Linked DNA regions of Mus musculus: region 1 is linked to region 2. The links are chromatin contacts, called in public HiChIP or PLAC-seq maps. All regions are on one chromosome and are shown on one strand. The core of a region is the stretch at or near the end of the contact, and the rest is flanking DNA. Distances in the headings are between cores, read along the strand shown.

Region 1 (6,243 bases), core at 2,818-5,317, 36 kb after region 2:
ACTCTTCCATGACACTAACCTCCAGCCACAGGGCCACCATCTGGCATGTCATCTGTTGTACTTGCCTGTATACACAGCCCAAGATGTCTCAGAGCATGGCATAACTATATCTAAGCAAACCGTCTGTCTGTCCAGGTGTCCAGCCAGCCAGCCTGCCTTGATGTCCTGCATGGTGGAAGGGTTTGTGGAGATGCTTGGGGACTGCCTAGAAGCAGGAGGTGAGGGATCTCCCTGGGTAGCATGGAGGTCCAGCTGATCTGAGCCAGGGTTCAACCTTATGTTCATTATTCATGTGCTGCCTAAGTTCAGACAAAAGACTGTAGATCCCCGATCAAGAACACAAGCTGTAAAAGGGAGCCAGGGAAAGTGAGCACCAGAGAGTAAGGCTAACCCTAGGCTTAACTAGCCAAGTAAATCCCTGGTCTCTAGCTCCCAGTTTCTCTAAAGGTAGAGTCTACCTGGGCAGCACATAACAGAACGGCTGACTGGTAGAAAAATCCCCATGACTCTCTTGGGGAGGCCCCAGTATGATATGGCAAAGGCCTGACATGGATGAACCATGTTCCTATCCAGTGCTCTCAAGACATCTGGGAGCACAGAGCCGTTAGACCAGAGTTCAGAATCTCACAGAATGGCCCATGTGCTCAGTCCGCATCTCAGGCAGGTCCCGTGTATGTTTGCAGCCAAAAGCACCAGTGATTCTAACTCCGTGTGTTCTACAAGCCAGAACTGACAGCTCAGAGCTAGCAGGAGGTGCCCGTGACACATGGCCCCACCAGTGATGCCTGGAAAGGCTAAAAGTGGCCTGTCTTGTAGTGTTGCTCCAATGCCCCAGGCTGCTTCACGTAATGAAATTGTGAGCAAGCCACATAATCCTGTGTGCCACAGACAAGCCTGATAGGCCCGTGATGTGCACTGGAGGGCTTTGTACAGTGTCATTGCTCAGGCATGAAGGATGTTACCCCAGTGCCATCTGTCTAGATGGCAGAATTAATGAGTTACCCGGTAAGGTCCTGCCTGAGAGTCTCAAGGCTGGTCACAGGTAGCAGGTGGTCTGCGGGCTGGGAATGCACGTGCACACGGATGAGGGTATCAGGAATCACCGGCTGGGGTTGCTGTTTTCTGTGTCCCACGGAGAGCAAGGTTGTGAGCTGAGATGAGTGGTTGGCACAGATGGGAGCGAAGCTCGTGCAGAGGAGAGGAAGAGACCAGCGGCAGCCCTGCCCCCAGGCTCCCGGGCACACAGCCAAGCAGCCCTGTCCCAAGCCAGGGGGTTAGGGACCAGCTTCCCTCAGGAAATGCTGACTTATGGCTGCTTTGTTCTACTTCGTTTCAGTCTCAATGTGTGTTAGAATGTGTTAGCAACCAGAATTACCCATCCAGCCTGTTTTCCAGACTTTCCTCCTGTTACTTATTATCAAGAAGTGTCTCTGATTTTTCTGTTGTTTGAACAACAGTTGCTGTTCAGATTCATTGAGGATGAGCTACCTTTCAAGGCCATATTAATTACAAAAGGAGGGTTTTTTTCTCTCTTTGAGACAGGGGTCTCACTGTGTATCCCAAACCAGCCTGGATGAGCACCTGAGGGCTACGATTATAGTCATCTCCCACCAGCCACTCTTAGGAAACTACTTTAAATTGTCTAGGGATCTTATGCAGAGCAGCAGGCTCACATAGGTGGGAACCTTAGGCACAGGTAAGGGGGAAGATGAGGGGTACTCAGGGCAGGCGCAGCTGAGGCTGCCATGCTGCCACTTAGATGTGGACAAGGAGGAAGGTATAGGGGCCCTATTCGTTCTATTGGCCTGACCTCTGGAGGTGCAGAGTGGGAAGAACAGATGTCTACACAAGATGTTCCTGGGATGACCTGATAGAGCACAAAAAGCGGGGAAAGGAGGCAGGAGTGTGCACATATCACAAGGCATGGTTGGCCTCCTCAGAATCTTTATGGCCTGGAGTGGGCTGGGTCTGGAATTGGCTATTCTCAGAGCCTAATGAGAGGCACTAGGTAGGAGCTCCTGCCTATACCTGGCCCCACCCCAGAAGACCTGAGGCTTCTAGGACTGGGCAAACCACAGCCCATATGAGAAGCTTAGGGAAGCCTTGAGGTTACTAGCTCTCCTGCTTAGGCAGAATGGTCATAGGATGCACAGGGAGAGCTCTCCATGGACACATGACAGAGACCCACATTGAGACCCTTGGCCTCCCACAAGGCATCTAGCTCCTCAGAGTGCATTCATCTTTGATCTTCTCAATAAAGGGCTCCCTGCCTGTCAAGACCCAAGGAAAGAGGCCGAGCTGTCCCGTGGTAAGCTTGGGTGCCTCTGCTCGCAAGAGGCGGGTGGTGTTCCCCTGCCTTGTCGGCAAGCCCTGTGTCAGTCATGACCAGGGCTGAGGTGGTTGCACTGGGCACATTGCTCAGGATTTCCAGGAAGTCCCCTTACACTGAACAGATGTTCACCTACGTCGCATGCTTTCTAAAGACCAGCGTCATCTCCCGACAGCCGCCATCTGACCTGTAGCCTCCAAGGCAGTTTGTAGGAGACTGGGTACTTGTTAGACAGACCCTCTTGTCTGCTTTAGGGGGTCATTACCAGGAAAGAACTCACATGTCAGCAGATGTGTCGATTTTAGATTGCATCCTCATATTTATGAGGCCCTTTATTCTCGTACTCTCAAACAGTGCATGCTATTTAAAGAGACGTTTCCAACTCCCAGGGTAGTGCATAGACCCCAGAACAAGAGAGCTGGGAAAGGAAAAGGCCACCATGGGCGTCAGGGAGGTAACACTCTGCCCTTTGCTGCTCTGTGCCTCCTCTGGTCTCCCGGACATCCCAGCCAGAGTCTCCTGCACTGTCCGAAAGGCCCTGACCACCTCAGCCGTTAAGACAGAACTCAGCCACATGTTCTCACACTTCTTGTTTTCCTTATTAAGTAATATTTCTTTCTAACCAAGGAAAAATGACTTGCTTTGATTAGGATACCCATCTTTCATCCTTCAGCCACATGTAATGGCAGAGAAGGAGCCTCCAGCCACGGGAGTGACTTCTTGTGAAGGAAGCCACAGACAGAGTCTAAGCTGAACAGTGGAGCTCTGTAGCGTTGCTTGTCAGGGTGGGCAGGAGGTGCAGGTTCCCTGCTGCCACCCTCAGCATGGACGGACACAACCTCCCCTCACCTAACCACTGGAAGGTGACAGAAAAATAACAAGACTTACGTTTGACGGTGCCTCGGGACTCCTGGAAACCTGCTGATTCCGAGCCCCATCCTAGAACCTCACAGTCATGGGTGTCCACCTGCCCAGTTCGAGTCCCAGGGCTTGTGACTCCCTTACCCCTGTCCACCAGCCAGCAAGACTTCCACAGCCCCACACTCCGCTTGCGTCCGTCCTCCAGCGTCTGGTACACCCAATTGGGGGTGAAGGCTGCTGCGTTGTTGAGGATGAGGGAGACCAGGGCCACCAGCACAGCGGTGGCCACAAGCTTCTGGAGAGTCATCTCTGACTTCCAGGACTGTCTATCTCGGAGAGTTCCAAGTCCCAGTCAGCCGCTGTGCATCCAGAGAAAGCCAAGATGCTGCTAGGGGTGGCTAGAGGACATCAGCACTCATCCTTGGGAAGCTATGCGGCAGCTCCAGCCCGGCACAGGAGGATGTCGCCCATGGGACGGGTCCAAGAGAGCTACTCACAGCCCTGTCTTAGCCTGCCTCTTGAGCCTGGAGCAGGGACAAGCCTGTGCTGAAGCTGGTCTCCCCAAGACCCATTCCAGGGAGAAATCTGGGGCACTGGCTGCACCAGCGAGAATCCAGAGTTGTAAGTGGGTCGTCTTCTTTGGAACAGAGGCCAGGGAGGCTGTGTCCACAGTGCCTCTTGCCTACAGCAGTGGAAAATGGACAGCAACTCGGGAGGCAGGCACAGCGTGGGAATCAGCCAGGTTACGCGCCTCAGAACGGGCTGTGGGAGCCAGTCTGATGGAGGAACAGGGTTGTGGACGCAGTGTGGGTTTGGCCACCTCTCTGCTATGTATCCCGTCTTGGTATCTCTGCCACAAATGGCAGGTCCTGAAAAGCAGAACGCCTGCCACAAGGAAGCATGTGTATGCGCGTATGTGTGTGAGCTCCCGTTTCCCTGTCTCTCAGCAGAGAGGAAATGGTTGTTTTTGAGGCTGTTTTTGGTGAGCAGGAGGGCGTAGCCAACTGCAACAAATAGCAGCCCTGCCACAGAGCCAGACACTAACAGGATGTGCTTCCTGATGGGAAAGGCCTGGGGAGACTTCAGAGGCCTGCTCCAGCCCACCACTGGCTGCCCCTCCCCATCTTCCTGTCCCATAGGAATAGTCAGGGATGCCAGCCAGGACACTCATCTTCTTACCTGTTGCCGTCAAACCTAGCCAGCTGTGCTAGGTCCCGGACCAGGGGATGCTGCAGACAGCACGGGCAGGCAGAATCCTCAGGGACTAGGTGTCCATCCATCCATCCATCCATCCATCCATCCATTGCCTAAGGCATGATAGGTGCTGTGAATCCCCAATGTCTAAAGCAGTGGTTCTCAGTCTGTAGGTCATGACCTCTTTGGGGGTCAAATGACCCTTTTACACGGGTCACCTGAGACCATCAGAAAACACAGATATTTGCATTAGAATTCATAACAATAGCAAAATTACAGTTGTGAAATAGCAACAAACTAATTTTATGGTTGGGGGTCACCACAACATGTGGAACTAATGGCAGGACAGAGTAAGGTGTAGAGGCACCTGAGGCAGGCCACCATCTGCTGACAGAGATCCATTCACCTCAAGGGAGCAAGTGTACTCAGACCTTACAAGGAAGGGGAACCTTGAGGAACCTCTGCAAGGGGTTGTTCTTGGGCTGGCAAGAAAAGGTGGGATTCTGTAAGGGGTTGTGCCACCAAGCAGGCTGGATAGCTGATGTGACTTCTGAGCAGCCAAGTTTGCTTACTAGCAAAGTGCTCGCTCCCCTGAGGCTGGACAGAGCGACTGTACATTTGCTCTCCTTCCTCATAGCGCTTCAGCTCTGGTAAATAAAAGCCACCAGGTCTGAGACTGTGTCCCGCCTCCAGAGCCTCCCACCAGGGTTCCAGAGCTGCATAAATGAACACAAGAACGCAGGAGCTGTGGGCTGAACCATCTCAAACACACGTACTGCACCGCACCGCACCGGGCAGGATTGGGACAGCCTGGTGCTGACTAGTGCACTGGCCGGGACAGGCCGGAACCGACCTTTCCTGTCTTCATGAACTGACATGCTGGGCCACCCCCTACTTCCTAGTGTGGCTGCCTTCAATCACACGTTCCCATATATAGTCAGGCTCCTGGCACTCCTTAAGTTTACATTCCAAAAGGCAAGGACTCTGTCTCTGTCCAGCCTTTTGACTGTCAGCAGTTCTGAGAATGTAAGTCCTCTGAGGAATAATATGATTTTTCACCCTCAAGTTTGTAGCAAGTGTCATTGTGGCTTATTTATATTTTTTATTCTTATTGCTCAGGGCCTGAAGGAAATTTACGCTTCATTCCAGGTCTCTGGGCCAGCCTCCCTGTGGGGTATGTTCTAAGTAGGAGGGACTTGACAAGCCGTGTGGGGTGCCATCTACCCTCAGCTTGTGCTATGACTCCGAAGGCACTTAAGTGGTACAGCTGTCATTGTTTCTGCCTGTGCCTCCCCCCAGAGGCAGAATTAGGGTGCAACATCTCCTACACAACACTTCAGAGATGAAATATTTGAAAGGAAGGTCTCCCAAAGTCTCCGTTAAGAGAACATCTATTTTCCTCCTTTATTTTTTGGGTGGTTAGTAAATGGCTAATTCCCGGTGAGAACCGAGAAGCTGTGTTAAGATTCTCTAACTCTCAAACTGATGACATCCTCCTGTCTCAGCATTGTACAGCTGGCCCTGAAGGCTGCAGGACACGTGTGGGCATCTCAGGGAGGGAAGGCCCTTGCACCAGTTCTGGCTTTGACTTTCCTGAGCTGGGTGGGGAGGAAACCAGGGCCCTGATCCCCACCTGTGCTTCTAGGAACTTTTATTTGCAGGTGTCTGTCCCCTAAACCATCTGCCTATCTGTGTAGGAGGGGAAGCAGGGAGAGATGGACTTAGGAGGGTCCTCTCGTGAGATATGAAGCTCCTGTGTAGGAGGGGAAGCAGGGAGAGATGGAGTTAGGAGGGTCCTCTCTTGAGATATGAAGCTCCGGTGTGGCTGGTAGGAAATCTCTCACCCAGAGGGTTGACCT
Region 2 (6,335 bases), core at 1,528-4,027:
GTGATAGCTGCAGACTCACAGTTGAGAAGGAGACATGGAAGCTGCCTTTGCGGTGGTGGTGATAGCTGCAGACTCACAGTTGAGAAGGAGACATGGAAGCTGCCTTTGCGGTGGTGGTGATAGCTGCAGACTCACAGTTGAGAAGGAGACATGGAAGCTGCCTTTGCGGTGGTGGTGATAGCTGCAGACTCACAGTTGAGAAGGAGACATGGAAGCTGCCTTTGCGGTGGTGGTGATAGCTGCAGACTCACAGTTGAGAAGGAGACATGGAAGCTGCCTTTGCGGTGGTGGTGATAGCTGCAGACTCACAGTTGAGAAGGAGACATGGAAGCTGCCTTTGCGGTGGTGGTGATAGCTGCAGACTCACAGTTGAGAAGGAGACATGGAAGCTGCCTTTGCGGTGGTGGTGATAGCTGCAGACTCACAGTTGAGAAGGAGACATGGAAGCTGCCTTTGCGGTGGTGGTGATAGCTGCAGACTCACAGTTGAGAAGGAGACATGGAAGCTGCCTTTGCGGTGGTGGTGATAGCTGCAGACTCACAGTTGAGAAGGAGACATGGAAGCTGCCTTTGCGGTGGTGGTGATAGCTGCAGACTCACAGTTGAGAAGGAGACATGGAAGCTGCCTTTGCGGTGGTGGTGATAGCTGCAGACTCACAGTTGAGAAGGAGACATGGAAGGCTTCTGTGACAACGCCCAACCCCCGACCCAAAAAAGTAACAGCCTAGACAGAAAGCCATCGAAGAGAACTCTTAAAACTACTGTGCTAAAGATGCTGAAGTGTAGCTCTCCACACTGACAGCTTCTAACAGGTCCAGGTGGGGAGGGACTCAGTTTCTTTAAGGGGCTGGCCACTGGGAGTTTGACCATGCTCCAGTGTATGGGCAACACAAATTGGACTCGGTTTTGTTTTCTCTCCTTTTGGGTTTTTTTGTTTTTTTGTTTTGTTTTGTTTTGTTTTTTGTTTGGTTGGTTTTTTGTTTTGGTTTTTCGAGACAGGGTTTCTCTGTATAGCCCTGGCTGTCCTGGAACTCACTTTGTAGACCAGGCTGGCCTTGAACTCAGAAATCCGCCTGCCTCTGCCTCCCGAGTGCTGGGATTAAAGGCATGCGCCACCACGCCCGGCTTTTGGGGGTTTTTTTTGAGACAAGGGTTTCTCTGTGTATCCTGGCCGTCCTGAAACTCAATCTGTAGATCAGGCTAGCCTCAAACTCACAGACATTCTTCTGCCTCTGCCTACTGAGTGCTAGGATTAAAGGTGTGCATCCCCACTGTTTGGCCCTTCTCGTTTTTTTTTTTCAGGGAATGGTAGGAGGTCACAAGGGTTGGGGGTGGCAGAGCTGGGGAGAATGGGAAGTGAGCGTGATTGGGGTGCGTGATGTGAAATTCCCAAATAATCACTAAAAATATTATGTAATAAAAAGAATAGAACTTGTGTGGTTGTGTAGTGAGAATGTCAGGGAGTTGGTGGAGGATGGGAAAAGCCTGGGAGGTTTAATCAGGAAAGGCTGGAGGGCCGCTTCTGACAGTGAGGGGGAGAGAGAAGTAGGCTCCTCCCACATCCTGAGTCCCGGCTAAGTGTGTGTGGTAGCTGAGAAGTGGAAGCTGTGGAAACAGAACAGGTATAGGTAAGCTTGACCTGGAGACTGCCTTCTTCCCTGCAGTAATGTACCCATACTGCTTCTGCTCCATCTGCCCACCCTCAGTACAACGCTCCACCGCTCATTGCTGACTACCAGACTCAAAGATCCAGATACAGAGTCATTTAACTGCTCAGTGCGTGTTCTCTCCTTTTCTGGGCTCTCCGATAGCTGGCTTCTTCCTGGTTCACCTCATTTTTAAGCCCCTAGAAGAGACATTAATTCCTTAGGCATTTTATTGAGATGTAAAATACAGGACATATGACTGTGTTATAAGTGTGGATTGTCTTCCACGAGTGGCATATGTCCAGGATGTGACAACCATCCTGGCAGAGGTACTCTCCCATCTCACTACCCAGAAGGCCATGCACCTAACATCAGCCACATGAAGAATATCATTGCCCACCTAGACCAACTCACAGGGACGGAGGTCGCCATCTGTGTACCTTGCTACAGTCCGCCATGTGTGTGTGACCACAGAGCACTTCTTAGCTGAGGGACCTGTGCATCTTTGATCCTTGCCCCGAGGCCTATGTCACCGAGACTGTGCAGAAGGGAGACCTGTCTTCCTATGGATCCAGCCCTGGTCTAATGCATGCCAGCCCCTCAGCAATCACTACTGTTCGCGTGAATGTTGTTCCGGAGAGAAAGGGGGCACTGCACCACAGACGAGCATGGCTAACTTGTTCTTCTTTCCCCAGGGGACTGTCAAACAACTTCTGCTATTCTCTGAGACCGAGGGGAGCCCCTGCTTCCTGGACGTCTGTGGGACTTTCCTGGTTGCAGGGACAGATTTAGCTCATTTTAAAAGTTTTGATCTTTCCAGAAGGTACAGTTTCCTTCCACACTCAAGTATTAAATGCTGTTTCATTTTTTAAGTTATGGGGCAATTTAGTAGACAGGAAATTGGAACAATGTCTTATCTCACATGACACCTTTTTTTTTTTTTTGTAAATTAGAAGAGACCTTTTATTGGTTCTAAGATGAACCTCCTTTTCCCTGGACTAGGGGGTTAAGTACACAGGTGAGAAGAGGTGAGCTGAACAGAACACTCTACAGTCCAGGGTCTCAGCAGTCAGAGAAGCTCATTTCTGTGACCAGCAGGAAGGTGCCAAGAGGACGCTGATGTCATTCTTCCTCCTCCTGTCCTCACACAGGGAAGCAAAAGTGCACTGCAGCTGCAAGAACCTGGCCCAGCTGGTCCCTGATGTGGGGAGCATCACTTCTCTGAGATGCAATGCAAATGGGAACAAGATCAGCATCCTCCTTAGCAAGGTAAGGCCAACATCCCTGCCGGCCTTCTGATCCATATGAAGGACCTCCGAGGATACGGGCTGTGCCTCTGGGCCCTGGCAGGACCTGACAGACATAGCTGTTTATTCTGTCTCCTCAAGTCTTTTAGGTCTTTATGTCTAACCTTCTCTCTAGCCCCTCCTTGCTTCAGATCCTTCCTCAGTTTCTGCCTTATATCAGCTCTCTCCTGCCTGCTTCCATCTTGGGACACACACACAGTCTGTTCTTTTGTGTGTGTGTTTGGGGTGTGAGGGGTGGAAGACAGGGAGGATTGTTGTTGATTCAAGACAAGGTTTGTCTGTGTAGCCCTGGCTGTACTGGAACTCACTTTGTAGACCAAGCCGGCCTCAAACTTGGAGATCTGCCTGCCCTTGCCTCCTGAGTGCTGGGATTAAAGGTGTGCACCACCACCCCTGATCCATACTCTGTTCGTATGTGCTCACCTGCACACACTTTCCATATTTCCTGCCCTTCTTGGTTTTCTTCGGAATCAGCCGTATCTTCTTTAGAGAGCTCTTTGTCCTTTTCTTGCTTGTCTTCTTCATCACCTAGCCAACATCACAAGACAAGACCACTCACCGGGCAGTGGTAGCGTTAATCCCAGCACTTGGGAGGCAGAGGTTTCTGAGTTCGAGGCTAGCCTGGTCTACAGAGTGAGTTCCAGGACAACCAGGGCTAAACAGAGAAACCCCTGTCTTGAAAAACCAAAAAGAAAAAGAAAAAAATGAAACCCTGTCTCCAAAAACAAAAGAAGAAGAAGAAAAAGGAGGAGGAGAATGGAGGAGGGAGTGGTAGGCATGCTAAGACAACAGCAAAAATGTCATTGTCACTTGTACTTTGGTGTCCCACTGACCCTGACCCTAACGGCAGCTTGGCTGGAACAGGGAGGACAAGTGGAAGTTGATAAAGTAATACAAAAGAAAGTAAGGACACAAAGTGGCGGCAGTGTGAGACCCATAGTGGAGAGTCCTCCAGACCTGGGCAGGGGAAGCTGGGACAGTGATAAGAGAATATCCATGACCCATAGAAACCCTGTGTGCAGAGGCTGGAGCCATGACTCAAAGGTTAGGACCACTTGTTGCAGAGGACCTGGGTTCTGTTCCAGCACCCACCTACTGGTTCACAATCATCCTTAACTCAAACGCCAGGGGATCTGACAGCCTCTTCTGACCTCTGTGGGCACCAGACATACATGTGCTGCACAGACATACATAGACATATGTGTAGTCAGTCACTCAGTAAGGGCAGACAGAATCCCCTGGACAGCTCTGCAGCAGTTGAGCCCAGACAACCTAGAGCAGCTGAACCTGAACCCAAGATCCAGTTGTTTTCTCTCACTTCCCTGGCCACTTCCCAAGCACTCTGATGAGGCGCAAGGTCCATGCAGTTTTCAGAGATAGCATAAAAGAACCCTCAGCTGGGGGCTGGTGAGATGGCTCAGTGGGTAAGAGCACCCGACTGCTCTTCCGAAGGTCCGGAGTTCAAATCCCAGCAACCACATGGTGGCTCACAACCATCTGTAACGAGATCTGACTCCCTCTTCTGGAGTGTCTAAAGACAGCTACAGTGTACTTACATATAATAAATAAATACATCTTTAAAAAAAAAAAAAAGACTAAAGTAGGGCATGGTAAAAAAAAAAAAAAAGAACCCTCAGCTGGGCCCTTGTCACTGCCTGTGCTGCCTCCTGGGACTTGGGCCAGTGTGTCTCCACCTCCTTCTTCCTCTACACAGCATTACTAGAGCAGTTACAGGCTCCGTGCGCCCTTGGGGATGCTGACATTTCTTTATCTTAAAATAGGGTCCCTAAACACTTGAGACAAGAGCCCGTGCAACATAAAGTCAACGCTTTAAGTGAGGGATCCGGTGGCACTTGGCACATTTGCAGTATAGTACAGCTGCCACTCCGGCTGCTTCTAAGAATCTTCGCTCCTGTCACCCTCAAGCCTGCTCACTGCCTCTGGGTTTTCTTGTTCTGGACATGTCATAAACTGTGTGGCCTTGTGAGTCTGGCTTCTCTCCCCCATGCCACGTTACAGGGCTCATTTACATTGCAGCACGTGTCTGAGTTGGTTTGGGCGGACACATTTTCTCCACTGATCCTCACCCAGTAACTCCCACAGCTTGCTCTCCTGAATGGTGCTCCTGTGAATTTAGAATGGAAGCAGCACCTTAGATACTGCTCACCACTGTGAGCAGCAGTCCGTACGGCAGGAGCCGCCAGGCTCTCTGTGCTCAGGACTTGCGTCAGCTGCCAAATGGGAGCAATCATCATCCGCATCTTTGTCAAGTTTGTTTCACTTGTACTCAGTTGTAGAAATGATACTTTTGCCATAAATCCAAATTCCTTTTGAGTCCCTTGGTTACTTTACCTCCAGGCTGAGCATGGTGGCATATGCCTTAAATTCTGGCACTCAGGAGGCAGGGGCAAGCAGATCTCTGTGAGTCAAGACCAGTCAGGTCCAAGTCATCCAATGCTACACAGTGGCACTCTCTTTTTCCTTTCTTGTTTTAAATCTCCAGTCAAAACTGAGAGTAGCTCACAACTTTTTAGACTTTGTTGTAAGTTTTCTAAAATTCCAAAGTAGTAACTAAGAAGCCATTTCAGTGGGCTTACATAGTAAAGAATTAAGTTATTGTTCTGGAGGGTGTGCCATTTACTGGAAGCAAGGTGGCTCAGGTGCGTGCAGTGTCAGTCCCATGGGCACACTTTGTAAGGCAGCCACCACTCCTGTGCCATTATGTCTTCTCTTTCTTAGGTCAACAACAGTCCTGATTCCAAAATCTACATCTATGATGTTGAAATGGACACAGTGAACGTCTTCAACTTCACAACTGGACAGATTGGACAGATACAGACTCTGCCCTTTAACGAGCCGCCGACTAATGAGTAAGATTATAGTTGGGAGGATTTTGGTGAGAACAGCATGTGCCTACTGTCCAACTTACTAAGCTATATTTTGAATTTCAGAGTCTCCCAGAAGTTACTAAGTAGGAAAACAAAATGGTAAAACCAAGGTGTGAGCCGCTGAAGCAGATTTAAGCTCATGGCCTCTGTTCCAGAGTTGAGACTATGGGACTGGCTTGGTAGAATCTCATGAAATATAGAGTTGCTCTCCCCCAAACATCTCCAGAAATGTCTCAGAGCAGAGTGGCCTCAACCCTACCAGCAACTCTGACAGGAAAAGAGGCGCTTGCCTTTGTAGAGAATGTGTTTCTGGAGAAAATAAGAAATGTCTTTTTTTTTTTTTTGGAGGGGGGGTTGATGTAGCATGTAAATGCAGTTTCTGCTACAGAAAGTGTGTTCTTGGGACTTGAAACACAGGACTTGGCTCCCATCTGTATTTAATTCTTTGTGGCTTGGGTCAGGTGCGAGGTGTGCCTGCAGTTTAGTCAGTGCAGA

Evidence for each region. HiChIP or PLAC-seq counts read pairs in DNA pulled down with a chosen protein or histone mark.
Region 1: a contact with region 2 is called in an H3K27ac HiChIP or PLAC-seq map of microglia, with 2.7 times the contacts expected there. The contact joins the promoter of Tmem204 here to the enhancer-like site in region 2. A contact is called at or near these places in 13 of 39 promoter capture datasets (the 3T3-L1 cell line, the HPC-7 cell line, cranial neural crest and 6 more), 1 of 15 datasets of contacts at CTCF or cohesin (pro-B cells), 26 of 484 Hi-C or Micro-C datasets (8-cell embryo, the AML12 cell line, B cells and 21 more), 11 of 115 datasets of contacts at active chromatin or transcription factors (the 230-238 cell line, the HPC-7 cell line, bone marrow-derived dendritic cells and 7 more) and 4 of 9 other capture datasets (adipose tissue, embryonic stem cells, liver and 1 more).

The regions. Positions count from the first base shown.
Region 1 is chr17:25,077,047-25,083,289 of GRCm38.p6, forward strand. Tmem204 (transmembrane protein 204) reads right to left here and starts at 4,068. Exons shown (of 3, transcript NM_001001183.1): 1 at 3,218-4,068. The coding sequence starts at 3,497. All of the region lies in intron 18 of Ift140 (intraflagellar transport 140), which reads left to right.
Region 2 is chr17:25,042,709-25,049,043 of GRCm38.p6, forward strand. It overlaps Ift140 (intraflagellar transport 140), which reads left to right. Exons shown (of 30, transcript NM_134126.3): 13 at 2,341-2,468; 14 at 2,797-2,914; 15 at 5,692-5,822. Among named protein-coding and RNA genes, the nearest start is that of Ift140, 30 kb to the left of the region's middle. Within about 2 kb of position 2,778, at least 42 of the 459 cell types and tissues checked have an H3K27ac peak or open chromatin away from gene starts, as enhancers often do. A contact at or near this core is called in the 230-238 cell line, B cells, the CH12 cell line and 6 more, where this site is marked.